2 separate regions of the Triticum aestivum genome follow, and region 1 is linked to region 2. Evidence: chromatin contacts called from public Hi-C data. All regions are on one chromosome and are shown on one strand. Each heading gives the region's core, a stretch centred on a gene start, on an enhancer-like site or on the middle of the called end of the contact. The rest is flanking DNA. Distances are from core to core; before and after follow the strand shown. Region 1 holds the start of LOC123092271 (ABSCISIC ACID-INSENSITIVE 5-like protein 2). Region 2 holds the start of LOC123092270 (vegetative cell wall protein gp1).

The links. A called contact is a pair of places that touch in the nucleus more often than the background predicts.
Region 1: a contact with region 2 is called in a Hi-C map of leaf, with 4 times the contacts expected there. The contact joins the promoter of LOC123092271 here to the promoter of LOC123092270 in region 2. A contact is called at or near these places in 4 of 5 Hi-C or Micro-C datasets (leaf and root).

The regions. Positions count from the first base shown.
Region 1 is chr4B:385,463,083-385,469,904 of IWGSC CS RefSeq v2.1, reverse strand. It overlaps LOC123092271 (ABSCISIC ACID-INSENSITIVE 5-like protein 2), which reads right to left and starts at 3,963. Exons shown (of 4, transcript XM_044513990.1): 1 at 3,839-3,963; 2 at 1,846-3,744; 3 at 1,680-1,751; 4 at 51-435. The coding sequence starts at 2,370. The coding sequence ends at 355.
Region 2 is chr4B:385,298,597-385,305,432 of IWGSC CS RefSeq v2.1, reverse strand. LOC123092270 (vegetative cell wall protein gp1) reads right to left here and starts at 2,211. Exons shown (of 3, transcript XM_044513988.1): 1 at 2,076-2,211; 2 at 576-685. It overlaps LOC123094864 (a long non-coding RNA gene), which reads right to left. Exons shown (of 3, transcript XR_006446013.1): 3 at 6,165-6,658.

The sequences.
Region 1 (6,822 bases), core at 2,714-5,213, 160 kb before region 2:
AATCCCGCTGATCTTTTGTGTGAACTATAAAAGGTAATGATGCAATGACAGAAGGGATGGAATATGACCGCTAGGCTAGCAATTCTGTTTCCAGATAGTACAACATTACAGCTTAATTGGAATACTCTCGCAATCACAGGCTGCAGAAAGCAATGCACCAGTTGGGGGAAAAAAAGGCAGGATAGGAGTGCAATGCCGTGTGCAGCAACCAGCAATTGCCATGCATCACAGCAAGTCGGAGACTGCAGAGGAGTATTCTTACTAATACTAGCTAAATGTTTTACGGAGTAATCAGTTACAAATTTTGCGACCTTAGTGCCAGGCAGTTCACCACTAGTACTATTAACATGATGATCAGAAGCTGGCCGAGTTCCTCCGTCGGAGCTGGTTCTTCGGCTCCTGCTGCGGCACACAGTGCACCACCGGTTCAAATGCCTGCATCACACAGCAACTCGACCCGTCAGGTCTGCAAAACTGAAGATACATTTTGCCGCGCACACGGATTCGGGCTCACAATTTTCTAGGCAGTGGGGGTCAGGATTTCGTACGCACGAAAAAATGCAGACAAGGACACAAATCTCACCTTTCGGAGATGTTGTCACTGGCAGGCTTATACATGCTGTCTTCAGATTTCATGACATGTGCATGGAAAGGAGCACAAGACTAGTACTACAGAAAACGAAAAATGTGCGGTGCGAGGTAGATGTGCAAAATCTTCTAGTACTACTACATGGATACCAGTAAATTTTGCACATCAAAGCTGAAAGAGATGGGCAACAATACTGGAGGAGTATTTATTTATCAGCATGGAGCTGGGAAGGAGCTATTATCTTACTACTACTAATAAGTACTGTGATGCTGACTGCATGGTAGAGTAGTGAAGTGGTGATGAAGGAACTGAGGTGGCAGACAACGAGATAAATAAAACCTTCCCAAAGCCCTAATTTTAGTTCCATCCAGTAGGTTAAGAAAATAACCATCTTGTTATCCTATACTAGTGAACTAGTGTCCAATCAGCAGGGAATAGTCATTGACTATTCCTCTGAAGGGAGGTGAGATAGATGGAAATGATTGATCATCGACCGTGTTATCCGTTAAAAAAATGCAGCTCAGCATGTTGGCTCATTATTTATCCACGATTGTACTATCTTCTTTAGAAAAAACACTACAAGTTGCAAAAAGTAGTTTTGGTAGGGTGAAAAAATATTGACACAAGGTAACGGGATAAGTTTTTGTGCAAGATGAAGCAGTGACAAGGTGCCTAGTATTTGATTGGGCAGAACTTTATGGTGCATCCATCATCATCTGACATCCTCTGGTAACCACTCCAGAGCAAAGCCAACGACGCACAGACAGCGAAAGAAAGAAACACAGGCCGGGCTCATCAGCAATAGCAGACCACGCTATACATGCATCAGCACAAATGAACAGTTTGGCTCCCACTGATTGACCACCCGACGTTGATTGCCAATGGATAGCGGTTTGTTTCGTCTCAGCAAATTTGTCCTACGTTAGCTACTAGTATTAGGGAATTGTGTTACTACTAAGGGCGTTTAGTAGGCAGCATAAAAATCGACAAGAAGTAGTAATAATATTGTTCTTCTCTTGAGCGAGCCTGCCTAGCAACTTGAGATTTAGTTTTCCTTTTTCTGAGGAAAACTTGAGATTTAGTTGTATACCTTGTAACTCCTGAGCTGCTCGTTCTCCTCTTCCAGTCGGGAGATCTTGTTCTCGAGCTCGTTCGTGTACGCCTGCCATAATAATAAGAGAGATTTGGAGCGGGTGACCTTGTGAGCGTGCAACAAATGCAAGAGAGATTTGGGGCCTCAAGGGGGAGGGGCCCACCTGCTTCCTCGCGCGCGACCTCGCCGCCGACTCCCGGTTCTTGATCATCCGCTTCTTCCGCCGCTCCACCGTCTTCTCCCCGGGGCCGCCCACGGCGGCACGCTTCTGCCCGGACATGGTGGCCCCGTCGTGGTCGTGGTCGTGGTACAGCGCGTCCAGCACCGGCCCGGCGCCCACCCCCAGCGGCCGCGGCAGGGGACGGCCGACGTTGTTGTGGCGCTGCTGCCCCGGCACCGGGGCCGGGGGATTGTACTGCTCGGCCCAGTGGGCGCCCCCCGCGTCGCCACCGGGCCTGGACAGGAAGTCCTCCAGCGTCATCTGGGCCCGCGGGCGGCTGGTGCCGCCGTCGGCGCCGTGGATGTCCCGCCACACCTCGTCAGCCGTCCTCCTGGCCGAGCCGGCCGTGCGGAGGAGGTTGTCGAGGTTGACGCCGTGCAGCTGGCCCTCGACGTCGCTCAGCGTGAGGCTGCAGAGCGAGCCCTGGCGCGAGATGGCCCCACCGGACGGCATTGCCTGAGTTCCCATTCACTCACCCACTCACTCCTCACTCACCAGTAGAGTACTCACTGGCCGCGCGGAAGGAACACCTGCAAGAAACGTGAGCGTGCACTTGCATGGCAGCACGGAGAGATGCCGCTCCACCACTCCTCTCCTTTCCCTTCCCTTGGAGGCGAGGCTGGCTGGACAGCTGAAGAAGAAGAAGAAGAAGGAGCAGAGTCGGGGAGGCAAGAATTTACGATTCCTCAAAGGGAGTGGTGGGCTTGGGCCGATGGGGGCAGACAGGCGATGCCTCAAGATGGGAAGAATCCAAAAAGGGAGGAGGGAGAGAGAGAGAGAGAGAGAGGGGGAAAGAGCTCCTGGCTTTTTAGCGAGGCCAGCCAAGGTTCCTGCCTTTGCTTTCAATTCCATCGCCTTTTCGCCCGGTGGAATTTTTATTTTATTTTATTTTACTTGTGGTGGGCGGGGCGCTGCAGCCTATGCAGGCTGGCTAGCGAGCAGTGACAGCGGGTCAGCGAGTGCCACAGAGACCGGGCCCGCTCAACAGTCCGCTCCATTCAGGCGTGCTGTGCAAAATTTGCTGGAATTTCGACCTAGTAGCAAATACTACGACTAGTAAACGATGCCGTATCTCCTCCAAGCAAAGGAAAACATTCCCAACGGGAGCCGAAAGTAGGCAAAGATTCAGGGGCGAATCGTGCCGTGAATATACCACTTGTGTGAACCACATTGGTTTGACCTCTAGGCTCTAGCTGTAGGAAGGAGAAGCTTAGGACGCCAGAGGGGGTGTGTTTGGTTTAATGGACAGACTAGAGTGGTTAGTGGTATCCTCAGCCAGCTGGACAAGGATAACCATTTTTCTTGTTTGGTTTGGGTGGGTGAGGTTAGCCGAGTTTTTGTTTGGTTTGAGTGACGAGTGATGGATAAGCACTGGAATCCGATTTTTGCAATAAACAAAGCATATGCATACGAAAACAGTTTGCATTTCTAGCAATTAGCTAGGAAACTTATCCACCGTCCACACAAACTACATATGCATTGCGTTGTTCCTATTGAACACCGATTTAGCATCACATCGTTCCTCGATGGGGACAAATTCTTCAAAGCACTAAGTCCACATGCATCTGGACAGCCGGCTGTGCACACAAGAGGCCAGATCAGAAGAAATCAAGAGGGGAGGAGGCCAGATCTGTGCTCAGAAGTTCAAGCGCGACGGTTAGGAGCAGCAGCCACCAAGCACTAGAGCAGCCAGCATGACTCGTCTCCTCTCTCCCAAAGGGCCACGCCCACGCTATGCCGCCGGTGGGAGCACCGGTCGGGGAGAACCACCTCCATCCACAGGGCACCGACGCCCGCGCGCGAATCTCACATATCTGCAGTTTCCGCCATGACCTCTGCTAGCTACAACTCGAGCGGGAGATGGAAGAAAAGAAGGAGAGAGGTCATGGCGGGGAGGAAGATATGGAAGGAGAGAGCCATGGTGCCGTGCGCTCACCTCCGACGCCATGGTTGGATCTCTTGTGGCCATCGCCACCGATGAGATAGAAAATAAAGGGGATAGAAGGGGTGGTGAACGAGCGAGGCTGCGGAAAACGATTCGCCCGCGCGAGGGATGCCCATGTCCGCGACTTTTTCACGGACGTGCGGAGCCGAATTTCAAAGGAATATTCGAAGAATCCGGCTGACCATATCCTTTCTCATCCCAGCTCGCCAAAGAACCAAACGGGTGCATCCATTCAAAAAACGGCTATCCCTATCCAGTGGAGGGATAGCCTAGCAATCAAACGCATCCTAGGCTGCTGCCCAAATGCAGGGATGCCCGGTAAATGAGCTAGGCTGGTGCGGAAATGCCGACTGCGCCCAAGACACGTTTGAAGTCGTTCAACTTGATCGATTAACCAATAAGAGCATCTTCAACCGTTCGGCCCCCAGCACGCCGTTGATAGCAGTTTGGCCGATGCGTCGGCGGTTTTTCACCCTGGAGGCGATGCAGTTCCCAGCCGCACCCCAGATTTTGACCCCAAGACACACATAAATTTAAACTTGTTTTTTCTCGTTGCCAAAAAACACCACAAAGTTCGGCGATCACCATGTCACAGTTCGGCGATCAAACATGAAGGGACGCTTAGACAAAGGAATGCATCAAACGACGGGCTCCTTTGGCGTGGGACTGGCTGGCGTCGGCGTTGGCATCACTGTGCTCGGGTTGTTCGGTGTCGGCGTGGCTTATGTGCTCGGGCTGGGCGTCGGTGTTGGGGTCGGCGTGGGAGTAGACGTAGGCGCGGTAGTCGAAGGCATCTGGTTCAAGATGAGGTCGTGCTCCGCCAAGTACCACACCTTGACCTGCTCGTCCATCGTCGACATGTCCGCTCCCATCAAGAACGCCAGGTCGGTGTTCCTCTTCTTCGCAGCGGCATTGGTCCGGAGTAGGTCGAGCTTGACGACGCTGTTTGTCATCAACGCCGACCACAGCGTCTCGGATTTCTCCTCCCTGTTGGCGGCGTGGTTCTTGGCGTCGGTGATGCACTGCTTGATCGACGATTGCAGCCGGTGTGGCGTCATGGCTCTTTTGTTGCCGTCAGGGCGCCCATCCGTCGTCCCCGGGGTGGGCGCGTCCGGCTTGTACGTCTCCTTGGCCTTGGCGAGGGTGCGCCGGACATCCGTCCACTTCTCGCACTTCTTGATCCGGGTGAACACGTGGAGGAACTTGAACTCTTGGTCATTGCTGTCCTCGCGGTAAACATCCGAAACATCTGCGCCAAAGAACAAGTGTCGGCGACGTACACGTCGGAAAGAAGCGAGAGCCGGCGGCTGTGCATACCTGACCCTCGACGTTGGCGCCGCTTTCCTGGCAAGTCGCGATCTCCTCAACGATCCCATGCCATTTGTTGCAGACCGTTTGGATGATCGCCCAATGGTTCGACATGGCCTTTGCGCTGCCTTGCATGTGGATGATGGCGAAGTAGGGGTCGACCAGCTTGCGCTCATCGAACGCCGGCTTGATACGCGTCCAGTACGTGTCGGCGTTCTGGTTCGCACCGGTGACCGGGTCAAGGCTAACGGTCTTCCATGCTTTGGCAAGACACTCGTCTTCTTCGGACGTCCACTTGACGCACGGCTCGCCCGTCCTGCCCCCCCCCCCCGCTTCTTCTTTTTCCCTTTCCTCGCCGGCGCCGGCTCCATCTCCTCCTCCTCTTCCTCCTCCTCCTCGCTGTCGTCGAGCTCGTCGTCCATGTCGCCGACGGGGTCCATTGTGTTGTGTTGCGCATGGAACCCGGGGGAGGAGGCGGCGGTGACCGAGCCGCTCGTGATGATCTCGTCCATGTCAGCTTCCGTCACGTCGGGGTTGCCGAAATGTGACGACGAGGCTTGCGAGAATGGCAGGGCGCCACGGCATAGAGGTTGCGTCGGGGAGTCTGTGTATGCCGGCGGCGAGTAGTTGTACATGGGGTACTAGAGGCCGGCGAACGTGGGCGAGGGAGTGCGCTGGTCGGAGTTCGGATCGGAGGGTGAGGCGCACTAGCCATGTGGAAAGGTGATGTTGGGGTTGAATCCACCATGCGCGTCGCCGTCGGCATAGCCAGGCGAGGGTACGCACCCCCGGGGCGGTGGCGGCGGCGAGAAGCTGGCCGGCAACGCAACGCTTTGCTGGCTCCACGCAGCTTGCGGGTCATGGCCACCAGGCGGATTCATCATCCCCGCGCGAGACGCCTCTGCCTGCTCCACCGTCGCCGCCGCGCCGACGCGGCCGCGTCCTGGGCCGTCTTGGCGTTGAGCCTATTCTGCCGGTCGGTAGTAACAACCTCCGGCGCTGAACCTCCGCCCTCGACTCGGCGTTCGACATGCCCGGTGGTTTTGCCATCGGCGCCCTCGGCTTCCTCTGCTTCGGCTGGGTGGAATCGGTAGCGGCAGTGGCGAGAGGGGCCGAGTACTTCTTTGGCGGCATGGCAGGATGGCGGCTGGATGGTGGGGAGCAAGAGGAGAATGGCGGGAGAAGAGGGGCAGAAGGGGGGGGGGCAAATGGGAAAATTGAGGGAAAAGTGTGGGATCGGCGGGAAAAGGCCTGTCTCTCGCCGACAGAGCGGACCCACGCGCCTTTTGGCTTCGGCCGGCGCCCCCCAGGGGCTTGGTTTCGGCTCGGGTTCACCGACTGTTATTTTGGCGCAAACCGGCGATAAACAGAGTCCTGATGGCACGACTGAGCCGATTTTTCTGCGCCGGTGCTAAAAAAAGCCATGGGGGACATGTTGGGGAGGGAGGGGGGTGGAGATGCTTTAATACGTCAGGTTTGTTCCAGTTTGTGTTGCCACAGTAAGGTGATGCCTTCGGTGACCTTGGTGGCAATCGTTCGTGCAATGCCAGGGATTAGTGTCCTGTTTGCTGCCTCGGTAGTGTTTCGTCTGTGTGTGCAATTCTTTGTTACATTTTCTTTTATTAGTTTCATTTTATGTTTTTATCTTTTCTTTTCCTCTTCTCCAA
Region 2 (6,836 bases), core at 962-3,461:
ATGTGGCAGTCTGGTTGTCATGCAGGTTTTAGGGCAGGCAATTTCTACCTAACCCGTTGATGCATCATGTATGATACTCAATGGTGGAGAACAAACTGATTTCAAGGATGCATTACAGGATTACGAACTTTGAGGCGCAGGATTACTAAATAAAAAATCGTTACCGAAGAGAACGGGACAACGATTTTTGACTCTGTGATTTCTCAATAGATTATACATGAACCAAGTTTTTACCGAAGAGGGTAACCCATCAGGTTCCCTACTTGATTTTTCTGGTGTCCTACTTTATTGTATAGTTATTTTCTGGAAATACCATACATCTAGTTAGCTACTCTATGTGTCCCGGTGTCGTGGTATATCTTAATTTTGGTTTCAGTTCAAAGGTCTTGATCCTCCAAGTTCTCATTTTGACACCTCAAACTGAAAACAACTTAACAAATCAATTGTTTGAATTGAAGAGAAGAATTGCTTCTTTCTTCTCCATCAGAAGCTTGCTTGATATGGCCTCAGAGAACAAGCCTCTAGATTATTTTTACATGAAAATATAGTGTGTGCACAATAAAATACCAAGTTACCTATAGTAGATGAAACAGATCATGCCAAATATTGTCTTCTTTCTCCAGGCAGAGTGGTTTTGTGGGGCTGGTTTTAAGCTTTCCAATACTCCTTTTATCTCCTCTTTGTCCTATACACACATGAATCAGGAAATGAAAATCAATTGAAATTGGAGGAAGCAATGATATTGGTATGTAAAATAACGACAGTAAAGTTTCACGTGCCTTAGATTGAAAAACAGCATAAAGCCTCGAGTAGCCCATATGTTCGCATATTGTGAAAAGAGGCACCCTCATGCTTGCATTACCTCATAGCGTTGTTTTTATACTCATTCAGACAGATGGTTGCAATAACTATCTAAAAAGATCCAAATTTCTCCTGAAGCATAATAGAAACGCTGTCGGCTTTCTGATCTTACTTGGAAAACAAAATCCGAAAGTCATTTTAAATAGGGTCACATCCATCATTTTCTAATGAATATATGGGCGGCTCATCCACTTAAAATGTATAGAAATTCTAGAGAAAAAAACCAAGCATCTCTACCTGAAGGTGTGTACGAATCTTAGAAAGTTTTCAAGTTCGTGTACTTGGAGATAGTACTAATTTAGTGCACAGCTGGAGGAAAACAAACAAACGCCTAAACATAGTTTATAAACAAGCAACTGCATGTAGAGTCTGCATGTAGTCTGCAGATGTAAATGAACTTGGGATATAACTACAATCACTAAACTGACATGAGAATCAACACACTTGCAGGGGCATGTAGTCAGCACACATATATGTTTGACACGTGAAATTCCATTACAAGTGACGTGGTATTTTCCTCTAATGAACTAATCCCTCCGTTCCTAAATATGATTTGAAGACCTTATTAACATAAATGAACCTATTCTCATTCAGATCTCTAGCTATTGGTTGATCCAGGGTGAGATCAGAGAGGGAAACAAAGCATACTTTGCTTCGGGATCAAGACGCCGTCTGAGCCTCGTCATGTAGAACTGCTTCGTCACTACACGTGCATGTGGCCACTAATCCATCAAAACTGGTCGTGTATGAGGCGCTCACCCATGGCGACAGCTGCATCTGGAGCCGGCAGCGAGGGAGACTTTGAGCCGCCTCCTCCTTCCATGGTGGAACACGACGGCGGAAGTGATTCTGGACAAGGTGGGGGCTTGGTCTTCAGCGGCGGCGGCGTCCACCTCGATCCCCTCCGTCACGGCCGCGCGATCAAGATCCGGGAGCCGCTTCCTTGATGAGCACGCGTGCGCCATGGACATGGAGCTCCCTCGCCTAACCTTGATGATCTGTAACCGGATCCGGCAATGGAGAGGAAGGGTGGGGGTGGAGGTGGCTAAGGGGGAGATAGGGGAAGCCAGGGGGAGGGAGGTGGCGGCGGCGGCGGAGCGGCAGATGGGGGCGGCGCCGCATCGCGGTAAGAGGGAGAGAGAGCGGCGGCATCGCGAGGGGTGGATCCAGGGAGGGGCGGCCAGGGAAGGAACGTGATGGAGGCGATCCCGTACCTCGGCTTGGCGGCGGCGGCAAGATTGTAACGTCGGAGGCGATCGAGGGGAGCACGGTCGAAGGGATCGAGGGCAGCGGCGTTGTATGTGTTCATTGTTCGTGGTTGGTGATACGGTTTTTTTTCCTGTGGGCAAGAGGTGGAAGGGGAGAGAAAAAAAACCAGACAAAAATAAACCAGCGAAAAAAAAACCGCGCGGACTATTCACCAACTGCTCCATTAGGAGTAGAGGTATAAATGCGAACTTAAGGGCAGTAATGTATTGTTCGGGTTTCTTGGTATAAATATTTTCAACTTACCATGAAATAGTTAGATTTGGTCATTTTGTTTTACTGACTATAGAGGAGGCAAAGCCCATCCCAATGTAAGCAAGGCAGATTGTTTGATGTAGAACAATTTGATCTTACGACATGTTTATATAGGCACAACGATGTCGAAAGTGCCATTCTACGCTCGGGCACAGATGCACACGATATCCATCCCATCGGTCCCTCTCGAGATTCCCAAAGCAAAGCGTACAGGCCCATGTATAACTTAGGTATACATATATTCATGCAGGGCCCTCGTCTGACTTACAGACAACATTACGCCGTCAGCCTTCACGGCATTTCCTAACGGGCGCCTTAAGCGCCCGTTTCTTCTGTTGCTCGAAACGGGCGCACACCCCTGCGTCGCGCTGGGCCGGCCCGTTTACTTCTTTTTTTCTGTTAAAAAACTGCACCAAAAATCCTATGTCGAAAGTGCCATTCTACGCTCGGGCACAGATGCACACGATATCCATCCCATCGGTCCCTCTCGAGATTTCCAAAGCAAAGCGTACAGGCCCATGTATAACTTAGGTATACATATATTCATGCAGGGCCCACGTCTAACTTACAGACAACATTACGCCGTCAGCCTTTACGGCATTTTCTAACGGGCGCCTTAAGCGCCCGTTTTTCTTCTGTTGCCCGAAACGGGCGCACACCCCCGCGTCGCGCTGGGCCGGCCCGTTTACTTCTTTTTTTCTGTTAAAAAACTGCACCAAAAATCCTATGTCGAATGTGAAGGCTCGAACTCACGATCTCTCCATTCAAACGGCAGCTCACTAACCAACAGACCAGCGTACCTATTGTGTCCATTTACTTATTTGCGTTTTTTTATTTACGTAGGCCGCGAGAGCCCACCAAACCAGCTTTCACTGCTCGCTGATTTTTTAATTTCTGTTCGCTTTTTTCTTTTTCTTTTCTCATTTTCCTTTTTTATTTTCCTAAAAATGCGAATTTTTAAATTCGTGAAATTTTTTTAATTGAATGAACATTTATCAAATCGATGAACTTTTTTTAAAATTCGATGAAAATTTCAAATTCCATAATTTTTTAAAACGTGAACAATTATTGAGAACATGAACAAAATTTTATATACGACGAGCGATTTTTAAATATACACTGAACATTTTTTCGGTGTTCGATGAACAATTTTTAACTACACAGAGAACATTTTTGTGATATACATTGAAATAATTTAAAACATATTTATACATTTTTTTGGTATAAGATGAACAAATTTAATACATTGAACATTTTTGTAATATAATCTGAACAATTTTTAACTACACATTGAACAATTTTGTGATTTGTGCTGAAAAACCATTTAAATACCCATTGAACATTTTTTGATGTAGACTGAACAATTTTAAATTGCGAATAAAATTTGAAAAAGTGAATAAATTTAAAACTATGAACACATTTTGAAATCACGAACAAAAAGCGAATAATACATTTAAAAAATCAATGAACATTTTTCAAATTTGATGAACTTTTTCTAGATTTTGATGAACTTTTTTCAAATTCGATGAACTTTTTTAAAATTTGATGAACCGGACGATCGTATTTATACTGTTGGCGCTTCAATAGTTCACTAAAGTTTATTTGTTCTAGTGGTTAGGCATACTTGTACAGGAAGACATGGTCCCTAGTTTGAATCCTGAGAGGCGCACCTTTTTGCTGTTTTTTGTTAATTTTCACTGCGCAGCGTTTTAATCCTGAGAGCGGTTGGTTAACCAGGCACGTCGGCCATGTTGGGCCAGGCCCAGGTAGGCAGCGCGTGGGCGCCAGTACGCGTTACGGGCGCTAAAGGCGCGGCTTAGGAGCTCCCAGCCTCCACACCATAGCGGCTCGGATGTGGCTGGACGATATGGGCCATCAAGTACTAGTAGATTCTGTACCAACAACATCAATCACTAAGGAAACTGGACTAACCATTGGAGCTACCGACCAATCTTCTCCTTTCCCCTATAAAAAAATGATGTCAATCTTCTCCTACACGATCCCTTTCCCTGGGTAAATCCATCTGCGCCAAAACATGTTTCTCATATTAATCCATCCCATGAACCAGATCGCTTTCCCATCCGGCCTTAGTCATTGTCTAACTCAGCATACGAGGAGAAGCTGCCCTTTATCCCTGCCCAGATTGCGCAGCTGATTATCACCTGGTCGTGGCGGCGAGAAAGCAGGCAAGCATTTCTACAAATGTGTGAAGAAAGGTGTTAGATCTTGAATGGAGCATGATCTCATATTAATATCAGGTAGGCAGCGCGTGGGCGCCAGTACGCGTTACGGGCGCTAAAGGCGCGGCTTAGGAGCTCCCAGCCTCCACACCATAGCGGCTCGGATGTGGCTGGACGATATGGGCCATCAAGTACTAGTAGATTCTGTACCAACAACATCAATCACTAAGGAAACTGGACTAACCATTGGAGCTACCGACCAATCTTCTCCTTTCCCCTATAAAAAAATGATGTCAATCTTCTCCTACACGATCCCTTTCCCTGGGTAAATCCATCTGCGCCAAAACATGTTTCTCATATTAATCCATCCCATGAACCAGATCGCTTTCCCATCCGGCCTTAGTCATTGTCTAACTCAGCATACGAGGAGAAGCTGCCCTTTATCCCTGCCCAGATTGCGCAGCTGATTATCACCTGGTCGTGGCGGCGAGAAAGCAGGCAAGCATTTCTACAAATGTGTGAAGAAAGGTGTTAGATCTTGAATGGAGCATGATTTCCAAGTTTGAATCTTTTTTTTTGTAGATTTTCCCGGCTTAGTCTTTCTATTCATGTTATTCTTGCAAGCTGGTCTATGTGGATTAATCAGATCAGACACGACGTACCTTGCCGATCTCAATACCCATTACAGAGCCCAGTAGTATGCAGAATTGCAGATGTAGTTCCTCCTCAACAGCAGGCGATGAGGCCCGCTGATGGCGTTAGTCCAGATCAAGGTCCAACAAATATCTGAAGTTTTTGTATGACACCACTCGCCAAGTTTTCACACTTTAACTTCATCAAAAGATATTTTTTTTTCTCTTGACACCAAACCAATCCTCGGGCTAAAGGCTAAAACTTGTTTCCCTTAATCTACATGTAAGCCAATTGTTGGCGACAATCTCTGCTAATTCAGGATCTTGATTGATGTCAGTACAAACAGTTCTATTTTTTTAACAGACCATGTTTAATCAATCTAACAAATATGTGCACACAGGCATGCACGCTAGTTCTATAAGAACAATGCTTTCAAATTTCTCAGTCCTTAATTCGACGTACACTCATGTGAGGAGTATTGCGTAGATTTGAATTTGAACAATCTAAAGTACCATCCAACCATGTCTGACAGTTTGTAATTTTTCAAACTCCAACTCTTTTACTGATTTTTTGGTCTCATATAAAGACCAGAACCTGCACACGCACACACACAACCGCCCAAAGCTGAATCATAGCAAATATGAACATCAACTGCAAGCAAATCGCAGTCAGGCATTTAACACCTGTAGCTTCAGGTTCCATACTCATTCTCACACATAATCATACATCCAAACTTAACATATCTACATGCTGGTCCGAACACAACTACTTATTTGACAGATGTTTCTGGCAGGGGCGGATCCAACTGGGGTTCCATGCACGCCATGGCACCCCCTGCGAAAATGCAAAGTATACTTATTATATACTACAGTAGTAGTTAGGCTCATTTGGGTGTACTATTAGTGTTTAAATACGTGAGTATTGAGCATGGCACTCCTGTCATGTAGTTCTAGACCCGCCACTGGTTTCTGGATGCGAGCCTAAACACGCATTAGTTACTCAAAATACATGCCCATGGCTAACACTGGAAATCCTGGGAAATCAACACCACACCACAACAAGTGGATGGCAGCTAACATTTCCGTCCAGTGCGATGGAAACCCCAGGAAACCACTGCCACACCACATCAAAGGGGATGGTAGCTAAACTTTCTCTCTAGTTTGTTCCGCACAACGAAATGCTTTCACAACAAATGCACACCTACTGCATATATAATGCATATCTGACACCTCATCTCACTTCAGAATGGCAGCACCTCGATCATGAAATCTAGCAGCTCACATCGGTTCCCCCTCATAGAAATCACATCATATGCTTCGCCCAGAGAGTCAAAAGTAGTACCAAAAACTGGTGTGATCACATTTTCAGCTGGGTTCTCTCCACAACACCTGGCTGCCTTCTCGAACGCACTGATTCGATTTGGGCACGGTGTTCTGCTTCGTGTGGCAGCACCAATCCTAAGCCTGCAAGCACAGACATACATTGCATAAATTTTCTGAATGCACAGAGCAATCAGCCGGCAAACACAGGCACAAGTAGCATAAATTTTCTGAATGCAGAGAGCAATCAGCCTGCAAACACAGGCACATATAGCATGACTTTTCTGAATACAGAGAGCAATCAGCCTGCAAAAACAGGCAC